3 separate regions of the Zea mays genome follow, and regions 2 and 3 are each linked to region 1. The links are chromatin contacts, called in public Hi-C maps. All regions are on one chromosome and are shown on one strand. The core of a region is the stretch at or near the end of the contact, and the rest is flanking DNA. Distances in the headings are between cores, read along the strand shown. Region 1 holds the start of LOC103634306 (fringe-related protein). Region 2 holds the start of LOC103634282 (serine/threonine-protein kinase ATG1c). Region 3 holds the start of LOC100304415 (splicing factor PWI domain-containing protein).

Region 1 (3,984 bases), core at 377-2,876:
CGTCGGCGAGCGGGCCGCGCGCGCGGCCGAAGGGCCGTCAGCCGCGGCCGCCTCGTCGCCGGGAAACTCGCCCAGATCGCCCGCGCAGTCCTGGCACGTCCACAGCCGGTACAGCCCGTGCGCGCCGCCGTCGGGGAAGAAGGCGACGTAGGCAAGGAACGCCAGCGTAGCCGCTATCAGCGTGGACAGCGACGCCGCCACGCACCGCCGGCGCTGGTCGACGCCGCCCGCGACGCCGGCACACCCGCCGCCATCCGCGGCCTTCCATTTGTGCAGCATCCGGCCCTGCCCGAGATCGCCGCCTTCCACGCGCTACACCAACGGCTTGGCGGGAATCCCGCGAGGCGGGGCGAAATGGCCGGCAGGGGCTCGAGACCCCCGGCCGTTCCTTCCCCGCGAAGGATGATCAGAGGCTGCTGGCGGTGCGCCCCTTCCGAGCACCGTTCTGCGGGAACGGCGGAATCGTGGCGGCCGCGCGCGAATGGGAACGGAAGGCTAGCGCTGCTCTCTCTCTCTCTCTCTCTCGCCTCGAGCTACTATATCCCGCCGGCGCGCCGCACGATCGATAAGGAAACGAAACGGCGGCGGCGATACTGCGGTCGTGGCCTCGTGGGTGCTGTGGTGGTTTGGGCGCTTCCTTCAATTCCTTCCTTATTATCATCACTCGCATGTGGCGTTTAGCTCGGGAGGACGCTGCGGCGTGGGCGTGGCACGACCGGAATAAAACGCGCGTTTTTTAACTCTCGGTTTGATAGGGTTGGGCCGGAACGCTTGAAAAGCAAGGCAGGTGGCGCGATAGTTATATCTCCCCCCGAGATAACCGAGCCGTTAACCTCCTCCCGATAAAGGCTCGTCTCGAGGGCTCAACTGCACCCCTCCCGCACGCCGCACCCGCAGGCCGCAGCGTCCATGTTTGTGCGAGTCGTGAGCCGTGACGGAGGCCGTATTAGGCTCGTGTGTTTGGCGGTGGCCGGTCCTCCGGCTGGATCCGGCGCGCGTTTGGCGCACCGCTCTAGCCAAATCGGCCGGCAGCCGTGGAGAAGACATCGGAAAGCCTACTGCGCTGCGCGCCTGCGCCTTCGCTGTCTACTTTCTCGGAGTGTTCCGGCCCTTCACCTAGGTGGCGAGCACATGGACCATCCACGATTCAACATAGCCGATCAGGTGCTAGAGCGGCAGGTTCAAATGTTGCTAGCATCTGTTGAGCAAACTTGGATGTATGCTAGTGACGTGCAAGGAAAGAGAAGATGCCGGCATGTCGACAATCCGCTTCGTTGGGAAGATTTGCGTCAGGGCAGAGGCAGCGCCCTCAGATGCGGCATGTGGCGCTAGCCTTGAACGATTTCCAGTTTGAACACATTGATGCACCCACCGGCTCCGGTCCAAAATCGTCTCGGATCTATTATTCTTTTCCAGATATGTTTGTAGATTGTAGGCCGAATTAGAAACCTTTGGTGGCATGTGGGGGCTAGCTGGTCGGATTCATGAAAGCGGAAGTAGACCGTGAAAGCGGAACTAGGCCCTCTTAATAGTTAACGGTTAAGATTAGCTACAGACTTTCGAACAGTTTAGTTAAGAACCTGTTTAGGAGGGTTTCATTTCAACAATTTCAGCTTCGTTCGAGCTTCTTCCACCCAAATAGATCTAGTTGTACAATCTCTAGCTTTTAAAAAAGTTGAAACTAGAGATCAATTAGTCTTCTATATGTTTTTTATCAACATTTATAGTATTTTTCACTTTGCATTGCATCTATGTGCCACTTCAATATGTATTTAACTAAATTTTAGCTCAACTCATGATGGCCCTGGGGTAATTTGTTCTGGTTTGAATCTTTTGATTGTATTCTATGTTGACTGGGTCTTTAATGGTGTTTCATGGAGTCTTAATTTTCCCTTATTATAACCAAAACTTTCAATTTCTGGACCTACACTTACGCTGCAAGCACATATCCACGGTGACCCTTCATATAAAAATGAAACTATGCATATGACTAACTTAAGGCTCGGTTTGAGTTGAATATCACGATCTAATGTTTTCCTACTAACTTTAACTAGCTAAGGGTCTATTTGGCAGGGCCCAAAAAACAGCTCTATTCCTAAAAAGCAACTTTTTTTAGAACTAAAGCCATCTTGCAAAACGTTTAGCAGAAACGACTTATTGTAAAACTAGAGTCATAACCTTTATTAAAGTGTCATATGTACTCAAATAAATACCCAAGTTTTTGTTAAAAAAATGAGTATATAAAGTGCATAATACATGTGTATTTGTAAAATACAAAAAAAACTGTATTCGCTTATTTGGGCTAAATCAGCCTTCCGCCTAGCGCTGATGGGCCGCGGTGATGGCCCAGCTACGTTTGTGCCATAGCCCACGTCACAAGCACGCCCTAGCCATGTTTCTGGCAGCAGTCCAGCCTTCCGCTGTTCCGAACGCCGCCGCACTGGATTACTGGAACGCCTTCCGCAGTCCGCACGTTGCCGCCCGACGAACGTTGCTGCTCGCAAGCAACATTTATCGAACATTGCATTTATCGCTTGTTCCCGAGTCCCGACGCTACAGTTCCACACCCAACATTTTGTCAAGCGTCGCATTTCACACCTGTTCCCGACGCTACAGTTCCACTCCCAACGTTTTGTCGAGCATCGTATTTTTCACCCGTTCCCAAGGGTTAGGGTCCACCTGTCTGACCCAACAACCTAAAATGATACATTTAGTAAGGTTTAGGGACCAAAAAAATGGTTTTATAAATACACTGATTTACAACAAGTTTAAGTATCTTCACTAAAATTTACTCCAAAATAGATGTTGCCTCTAAAAAACCAAACAACCCTCAATTGGAAAGGTTAAAGTATGATTTTTTTCTTGGACGGTTAAAGTATTAGGTTATGGCCAATGAATCATGTATATGGTCGGATAAAACACTACATTTACGTGGTTGTAAAATATAGTTTGAAATAGTGGTGGGATGAGATGTGAGATAGATACACTCTTAGCCGTCTCCAACAGAGCATGCATATGAACCTGAAAACATTCAAGCTGATCAACTGCAATTATTTGGCTGCGGTTACACCTGTTCACAGTTATGACTGTATTGCAAATTGTTTTTGCAGCCAAAGTTGAACATGTTTGCAAGTAGTTACAGCGAATAGATTCATTATTTTGCAATGTATACTGCACTTTTTATAGGGTAGAGTTTAAAACAAGTGAGATGATAAGGACAAGTACAACCTAAAGACGGTGGTTCATGTTGGGGGTCTACTTCGTCGTCGAAGGTCCTGTGAGAAGAAACACCTTTGGAAGGACAGAACAGGAACAATGTCGAAGCTGCCAATCAGGGAGCTTCGTAGCGTATTTCTAGATGCACCAACTTAAAAATGAAATGACTAATCGGCCCACAATAACCTGTGTTATGATTGTAATCATTTGTAGAGGACATGAATGTAAATTCACACAAGCTGTGCCCTGTGCCTATAAATAGGTGAACAGTACCTCGTGTTGTTCACGCTTTCACATCTTACCTTTGTCCTCTGTCAAACTTAAGGTACAAATGTAATTTGATATTGCTTTCATATACTCATGATTATTTAATAATAGAAGTTTATATTATGATATCATATAATTGTTCATGTTGTTTTCCTATGTTTCATAAGCTTCATCCTCTATTTATATGTCATATTTATGAAGGTATGTTTTTCATAACCTTCGTCTGAAGATCATTATATCCTAAGAGAAATAATGCTTCGAAGGACGAAGGACATTAATATTTAACATTTTTGTGTTGTCTTGTTCTTAACTCATAGCATTTGAGAACAAGTCCCCAACATTGGCACCCACCTCCGGTGAACTCACTTCCACTGTTGAGCTGATGGCTTCGTTCAACAATCAAGCTGAAGTTGCTTTGGCTACGAAGCTGGTGCTCTCGATAATAGGCGGCTCAAGTTCAGAGCCGGTTAACAAGAAGCAGAAGAAGGAAGCACAAAGAAG
Region 2 (3,984 bases), core at 869-3,368, 170 kb after region 1:
GGAGATTCAATATTTCACGAGTGAGTATTTAATAGATGAACAATAACTTTTTATACATTCTTACTAGCTGCTAGATTGTTTTATGTTCAGGTATAATTTATGATAAGTTCTTTGTACCATCACTTTATAATCTTTGAGTCTCGACTGAACTGTGTTATTGATTCCATTGTTTGTCCCAGCTACAAGGTCTTCATAAACCCAAGTACAACTGATGTGGTATGCACAACAACTGCAGAAGCTTTGGCAATGGGGAAGATTGTGATCTGTGCAAACCATCCTTCAAATGTTTTTTTCAAAAGATTTCCTAATTGTCACATGTACAATACTGATGAAGAGTTTGTGAGACTAACAATGAAAGCTTTGGCAGAAGAACCTATCCCACTGTCAGATGATTTGCGGCATGAACTTTCCTGGGAGGCAGCAACAGAAAGATTTATTAGGGTTGCTGATATTGCACCAACTGTGCCTGTGGGACAACCACCACCCTCCTCACAGCATTTCATGCGCATCTCCCCAGATGAACTGCAGAAGAACATGGAAGAGGCATCGGCATTTTTCCATAATACAATCTCTGGGTTTGAAGCTGTGCGTTGTGTGTTCGGTGCAATACCAAACACACTGCAGCCGGATGAACAGCAATGCAAGGAACTTGGGTGGAATTTGCAGGGATAGCATTAGCTTTTCTTGCGATGCTGTTGCCATGGACCATAGAATGAACCAGTCTAACTCAACGGCAAAAAGATGTGTCGCTCGGAGAGGTTCTCAGATTGATCAAACATACATTCTATGTGGTGTTCTGGTGTGGCGGCACTGCATTTTTTCTTCATATATCAAAGGCGTTCTGAAGTTCCTGGATGCATCGTATCTTCTGATTGTTAATCTTAAGCAGTCTGAAGTGCACACTAGTATTACAGTCTCATATATGTGGACTGTTTTTCATCGTGTTGTTTCCCAGGATTGACGCGTGTGTTGAAAATCTTATTGTATAATAATATGCCCCTTGTTTTCGCAGCCATCCATGCTGAAACTTTTACTACACCGCCTAAAATCTGTGTGCTAGTTGATACTACCTGTGTTCTCGATAAATAAAAAAGAACAGAAAAAGTAAAAAAAAAAATACTGTGCTTCTTGTGGGCGTGTGGCTTATATAAGATTGCCCAGCATTCCCTCTTACAGTTGACTCCATTCTACAATCGACTCGTCATCATATCTTGATTTCTAGTGTCTACATCATCCAGTTCGAAGGAGGTGCAACAAAAAATTGAAATAGCACTACAAGCTGGCACGCGAGAGAAAAATACATGACAAGCCAGAAAAGAAATACTTCTAAAGGATAATATGGAAACCTTATTTTCTCAAGAGATTTTTTTTAAAAAAAAAATAGTTTATTTTCCTTTAAAAAATAAAAATCTCTTAAGAAAATAGAGCCGCCTCACATATTTTTGCAGTTGTGGTGATTAATTTTTCGCGGTATGTTGTTCTAGAAGCTTCTATTTATATAGTACTATCTCTGTTCAAAAATATATAACACATTTAATTTTTTTTTTTGTTTAAAATCTTGATGATTCGTCTTATTTAAAAAATGTATTCAAAAATGTAAAATTTTGAATCATGTTTAAACAAATTTAAGTGATAAAACAAATCACAATAAAATAAATGGGAACTCACGTAAATAAGACGTGTGTGATCAAAACTATAGATAAAAAACAATGACATCATATATTTATAAACGGAGGGACTATTCGTTTTAAGTTTTGTAGCTACGGTGATTATTTTACATGTATGTAACAGATGCAAAAACGCTTCTCTACGGATTTTGGTGGCCAGAAGTCGCTTATAGTTCCCAAACATCGAGATTCTAGGTCTACTTCTGTGAAAAGCTGTTCTCTGAGTCGTTGGGAAAAAGGCGAACCAAACAGACTCATATATCGTCCTTGTTGATTCTGCGAGGAAAAAGAATCCGTGTTAGCTCATTATAAACACAGAGGCCATTTAGAGTATGTTTTCTCTATTCACAACATACAAAACGACATTAATATGATTCAGCACTGTATATTACTTTTGTGGCCAAAATAAACGGATATATCATATTCCAACAAGGAGAATCTTACGAAAGACGTCGGAATCTTATAGATGAGCGGATATGGATAACCACAGGGCTGGCCCCGACGCGGGGTGAACGCGACCTGACCCTGTTTCCTTCTCTGGTAGTCTGGTCTCTCGCTTTTCTGTTCCGCGCAGCAACGACGCGGTTGCTTCTCCCCACGGCGGCATCTCCTGCGCGGCGGCGCCGCCCCCGCGAGAGCCGCGACGGCGCACTAGGCGAGTTACTGGACACGGGAGCGATGGGGGACGGCGCCAGCGGCCGCGGCGGTCGAAGCGGCGCCGGGCGCCGGGTGGGGGAGTACGAGCTGCTGCGACCGATTGGGTCGGGAGCCTACTCGCAGGTGTGGCTGGGACGGCACCGGGTGCGGGGCACGGAGGTGGCGGTGAAGGAGATCGCCATGGAACGTCTCAGCAAAAAGCTCCGCGAGAGCCTCCTCTCCGAGGTCGACATCCTTCGTCGCATCCGACACGATAACGTCATCGCACTCCACGACTCCGTCAAGGTATCCTGCCCGCGGCTTGCCGCCCCATTTGATGTCGTTCGTGATCCCCCGTGCTATAGATGTGGATCTGCAAGGTCTTGATGCTGGTGGGGTTTGACTGTAGGCTAGGATGTATGAAATTGAGGAGTTCCTCCGGTGAATTTTAGCTTACTGTGAGCATTTTAGGTAGGTAGGAACTCTAAGCAAAAGTTACCCTGTATAGCTTGATGTCCCTTTGGATGGAACTAGTTAGTTTGCAAAGGATAACTCTGAATGTTCGCTCACCTGTTGCCAAATGTTTTGTCACTAATTGCTGCCTTGCTTGAAGTAGGAGGTTCAGTCCTGCCGGGCTAATGATTCGTGAAACCATATGTGGGCTTTAGCTTGGTTAATTTGTTAGATTGATGTTTTCTGGAAGCTAGGATTTTGTGGAACATAGGAAATAAAAGTACTTTTAGCACTGAATCTCAATTTATTGAGTGAATTCTACCAGTTTAATAGCAAATTCGTTGGCTCAATTTTTTTCTCTGGTATTAATTTTGTTGTCTTTTTTTTTGTTCAGCAAATAAAGTTCCTCATGCACAGTGACCATACAGCAGTCTTTCTAATTAGTAATTACCACAAATAACTATTGTGTGTGATTAGGATCATGGGAGTATATATCTCATACTGGAGTATTGTCGAGGTGGTGACTTACATGCATACCTTCAACGTCATAAAAGAGTTTCTGAAAAGGTTGCTAAGCACTTCATCCGTCAGTTAGGCAAGTGATTTCGTCAATCATCAGCCCCCGTCCCCTCTATCTCTACTTAGCTTTTATCATAATCTCATTTTTCTGGCAGCATCTGGTCTGAAAATGCTTCGCGATAATAACGTGGTTCACCGAGACCTAAAACCTCAGGTTTGCTTACTCGCTTTCTTGTTTCTGTTTCCACGATAGCTGAATATTTCATGGTCAAGAGTTCAAGAAATATACGGTGGTTAAATTTATGTAATTTTTTAGATTCTGAATTTTCTGGTTTTGCAAACAGAACATTCTTCTTGTTGAAAATAATGAAAATACTCTGTTGAAGATTGCCGACTTTGGATTTGCAAAGTGAGTTCCTTTTCTTTCATTTTAGATGAAATATTAGCACATATTTCTACAAATATCCTAATTTTCTGACTTTATCAACAACTGAGTTGTATATGCCTTTTTTGGTGATTTTATTTCTACTGGGTTTGCATCCAATTAGTATACTAGTACTGGTACTGACAGATTGAACAAATGGCCTTACATCTTTTCCACTCCTCACTTTCTTGATGGTGGAGTCAACTGAGATCAATGCGTTTTCTTTTGTTTGAAATTGTTTCTGGTGGTGACTAGTTAATGTCTGAAAAACTGAAACGATCAGTC
Region 3 (3,984 bases), core at 966-3,465, 170 kb before region 1:
CCAAGTGTGACGCGCGAGTGAATATAGGTCAGCGTGAACAGTACGGTGTCACTGTTCATCTATTTATAGGCACAGGACGCAGCCTGTGTAGAATTACATTCATGCCCTCAATATTTACTATTGAGTTAAGGATAATCTATCGAGGACTAGACAACCTTTTCCCCTTTAAGTCGGTTTCACTTTCCATCACTGAGCCGAAGCTTTTTCATGGGTAGCTTCGGCACTGGTTCATCCTTCCCCCAAACCGCACTCTTCATATTATGTGCGTTTTCATCCATGTCCGAAGGTTCCTGTACATATATTATACTTGGAAAACATGTTAGTCATGTTTTTTGAGGACCTTCGGAAGACGAAGGCCCCCAACAATGCTAGAATTGAGAATCTCATGAAATCACTTGAATGTGGTGAACTTGAAACCTAGAGAGGATTGAATCAAGAGATGGGGTTGCCTAAGCCTGGTGAGACTCGATGGGGCTCTTATTACAAAACTATATGCAACATAATTACTATGTATCCTGTAATCCAAGATGTTCTCATGATTCTTGGAGAGGATACTACAATTAGAAGTGATTGGACAAGGATACATTCTATGCTTGGAGCATTTGAGTCATTTAACTTTGTTTTTGATGCACACTTAATGTTTGTTATTCTTGGATATACAAATGATTTATCAGTGTGTTTGCAAAGAAGGGAGTAAGATATTATTAATGCAATTTCACTTGTTAATGTGGCAAAGAGAAGAATGCAACAATTAAGGCTTGATGGTTGGGATCAATTCCTTCAAAGAATCACTTCATTTTGCAACAAACATGATATCCTAGTTCCTACTATGGATGGAAATTATAAGCCTTATGGAAGATCATCACGATTTGTTCATAAGCAAACCAATGATGACCACTTCAAAAGAGAAGTATATATTGGGGTCATTGTTCAAATTAGCCTAGAGCTTGATAGTCGGTTTAGTGAGGCTAATATGGAGCTGCTTTCTTGTATGTCAGCCTTAGATCCTTCCAACTCTTTTGCTTCTTTTGATGCACACAAGGTACGAAAGCTAGCTGATTTCTATCCTGATGACATGTCAAGCACTGACTTGTTAAAACTTGACTTGCAACTTGACAATTGTATTGATGGCATAAGAGAAGATGATAGATTCAAAGACATAACTACTCTTGTGGACCTCTCAGTTAAGCTTATTGAAACAAAGAGACATAAGGTGTTTGATATGGTTTATTTGCTTCTCAAATTGGTATTGCTTTTGCCGGTGGCGACAACAAGTGTTGAAAGAGTATTTTCTGCAATGAGTTTGGTGAAGACTAAATTGAGAAACAAGATGTGTGATAAACTTTTGGATGATTGTCTTGTTACATACATCGAGAGGGATATTTTCTTTGAAGTGAATGAAGAAGATATAATTGAAACTTCTATGGTGTTGAGGAAGCGCAGACTAGATAAGTAGTATTATTGCAATCTTTATGTTTAATGTATGCAATTTTCATGTTTATTTGTTGAGTGTCAAACTTTATATCTATATATCAAGTTGTTTACCAAATTTACTATGAAATTATATGTATATTAGATAGAAATCTACATGAAAAATTTGTTGTGGCACATCCTATGTAAAAATTCTAGGTCCGCCACTGATCACGGTCGGGGGTTACGACGGGGGCGGGCTCCAGTCGAGGGTGGGGGCGTCAGGGGTGGTTTGTTGCTCCGACGTATAGAGAGGCGGAGGCATACACATGCAGAGAGGGAGTAGGGCGGTGGTCGCGGCTAACGGGGCGTTCACGGCTGGAGCGTCTGGTGGGACGCGGGGCGAGCGGTCCCAGGGGGCACTGAGCGCGGTTGCGTGGGCGCGCGGGGTCGGTGGATGAATAGGACGATAGGACGATGGGGCGTGGTTGCGCAAAGGGAAAGCCGAGGCGGGACCACATGGCAGACTCTGATGCGGAGGCGAGGTGAGGGCATTGGCCGCGCCAACACCCACTTTGGTCTCTTAATAATAGTAGGGATTCGTACACGAACGTTAGGGGAGGGTGAAGTCCAATGAAACACAAGTTCAACGACACAACGCTCGCAAACTGCCCAAACGGCAAACGGGCTAGGAACTGGAAAAGCCCAGGCCTTGGCCCACGTAGAGGAAGCCTGCCTAATAGACCCCCACGTCCTCACGTAGTCTCGTGCTGGCCCCTGTATCACCCCACCTCGTCTCGTCGCCTACCCTCCCAACCCGCATTCGCGGCGCGGGCGCCTTGGAACCCTAGTCACCCGCGCCCCCCCTCCACTGTCCACTCAACCCCCGTCCCCTCCCTCGGCGGCGGCGGCATCGGCGTCAACCAAGATGTCGGGCGGCTTCTTCCGGGTAACTCCCGAGCTTGTTGCCCGATCTACCTAGCGCGCGCTTGTCTGGTCGCCGTTGCTCTCGCCAGATCTGTTATTCGTTGATTGACGTTTTTTTTTCTCGCAGGGGACGTCCGCTGACCAGGACACGCGCTTCTCGAATAAGCAAGCCAAGCTGCTCAAGACGCAAAAGTTCGCGCCCGAGCTTGACCATCTGGTCAGTTCGTTCTTTCACTCATACTCTTCGTTTCTCAATTAGGCTGTAATGCGCAAAATACTTTAGTGATATATAGTAATGCACACAATACTTTAGTGATATATAGCTGATGTCTGCAAGGGCTTCCTCTGATTCGGTGATTTTGTGCTTGGTGTGGTAGGTGGATACGTCAAAGGTAAAGATGGACGTGATGAAGCCCTGGATTGCTAAGCGGGTCACTGAGCTCCTTGGGTTCGAGGACGAAGTTCTCATCAACTTCATTTATGGCCTCCTCGAGGAGAAGGTGGTTTCTATTTGTACTGGAGAGACGGTTATTCAAGTGCAGCAATGTTGTTTGTATATACTGTTCTTATTGAATTGTGCATGCATGTTGCTCGGCAGGTATCAAATTTGATTGAATTTGGTTCTTCAAAAAGCAGTTAGAAACCTGGTGGACATAGGGCTGTCAGGATAGGGTGGATTCAGTCTACTCAGAAACTACATATCAGTCATCTTGTGGTCTAGCTCAGAAAATTAGAACTGAAACACTGCGTGGTATTATGGTTTAGTTCAGGAGTTAAATCAAACCTGAGATTCGTACTAATCATGCGAAGATAATATTGTTGAATTTCTAGTTTCACAAAGTTCCAACAAAAACTTAGGGCCTGTATGGGCGTAAAGTATTTTTACAGTTTCTAACTTTCTATCCAATACCATGGTTTTGGGCAATACCGTAGTATTTTATGTCATGAGGTGTTTGGTTGCATTCTTGAAAAGTATGTTTTCAAAACCATGGTCTTCTAGATACCATGGTATTTTTGGAGTATCGGAAACTCCACTCCAACCCAAAGTTTTCATGGTATGGCTAGCTTTTGCCTAATATGGTTTACAATGTTGTATCCAAACAACGTTTCTCAAAACCATGGTATTTTTAGAGCTGTCAAAACTGTGGTATTGTCATGACAATTGCAAAGTATAGTATTGTAAAACCATGGTTTTGAAAAACATTGTTGCCAAACAGGCCCTTAGTTGTCTTGTAGCCACACAATGCCCCATGCTGTGTCTTGGAACAGTTGCTTGTGCCTGATGACAAATCTATCTTTATGTTCAGACTTCAGAGGTTGTATTTCTTGACTGATCTGGAAATCCAATAGTGCTCAGCTGTAGAATTGGATTTTTGTTGATGTTAGCTGAAGTCAAAGTGCAGATAGCTGGATTGTTTTTTCTGATTTTAAACATTAATTGTCTTTATCAAAGATGATAGCTTAAGTCAAAGTGCAGATAGCTGGATTGTTTTTTCTGATTTTAAACATTAATTGTCTTTATCAAAGATGATAGCTTATGACTATGAGGTGTGTTTATGTTTTTGGTTTGTTAATGGTAGGAAGCCGATGGAAAGAAGATTCAGATCCAGCTGACAGGGTTCATGGAGAAGAACACAGTGAAGTTCA

Evidence for each region. A called contact is a pair of places that touch in the nucleus more often than the background predicts.
Region 2: a contact with region 1 is called in a Hi-C map of tassel, with 2.0 times the contacts expected there. The contact joins the promoter of LOC103634282 here to the promoter of LOC103634306 in region 1. A contact is called at or near these places in 3 of 25 Hi-C or Micro-C datasets (endosperm, leaf and tassel).
Region 3: a Hi-C map of bundle sheath shows a contact between it and region 1, with 4 times the contacts expected there. The contact joins the promoter of LOC100304415 here to the promoter of LOC103634306 in region 1.

Annotation. Positions count from the first base shown.
Region 1 is chr1:39,161,538-39,165,521 of Zm-B73-REFERENCE-NAM-5.0, reverse strand. LOC103634306 (fringe-related protein) reads right to left here and starts at 1,626. Exons shown (of 3, transcript XM_008655863.3): 1 at 1-1,626. The coding sequence starts at 279.
Region 2 is chr1:38,992,483-38,996,466 of Zm-B73-REFERENCE-NAM-5.0, reverse strand. It overlaps LOC103634282 (serine/threonine-protein kinase ATG1c), which reads left to right and starts at 2,118. Exons shown (of 13, transcript XM_008655843.3): 1 at 2,118-2,609; 2 at 3,234-3,351; 3 at 3,431-3,489; 4 at 3,620-3,684. The coding sequence starts at 2,346. It overlaps LOC100277520 (Digalactosyldiacylglycerol synthase 2 chloroplastic), which reads left to right. Exons shown (of 5, transcript NM_001367328.1): 4 at 1-20; 5 at 180-1,014. The coding sequence ends at 672.
Region 3 is chr1:39,331,090-39,335,073 of Zm-B73-REFERENCE-NAM-5.0, reverse strand. It overlaps LOC100304415 (splicing factor PWI domain-containing protein), which reads left to right and starts at 2,215. Exons shown (of 12, transcript NM_001349016.1): 1 at 2,215-2,359; 2 at 2,465-2,554; 3 at 2,715-2,837; 4 at 3,918-3,984. The coding sequence starts at 2,339.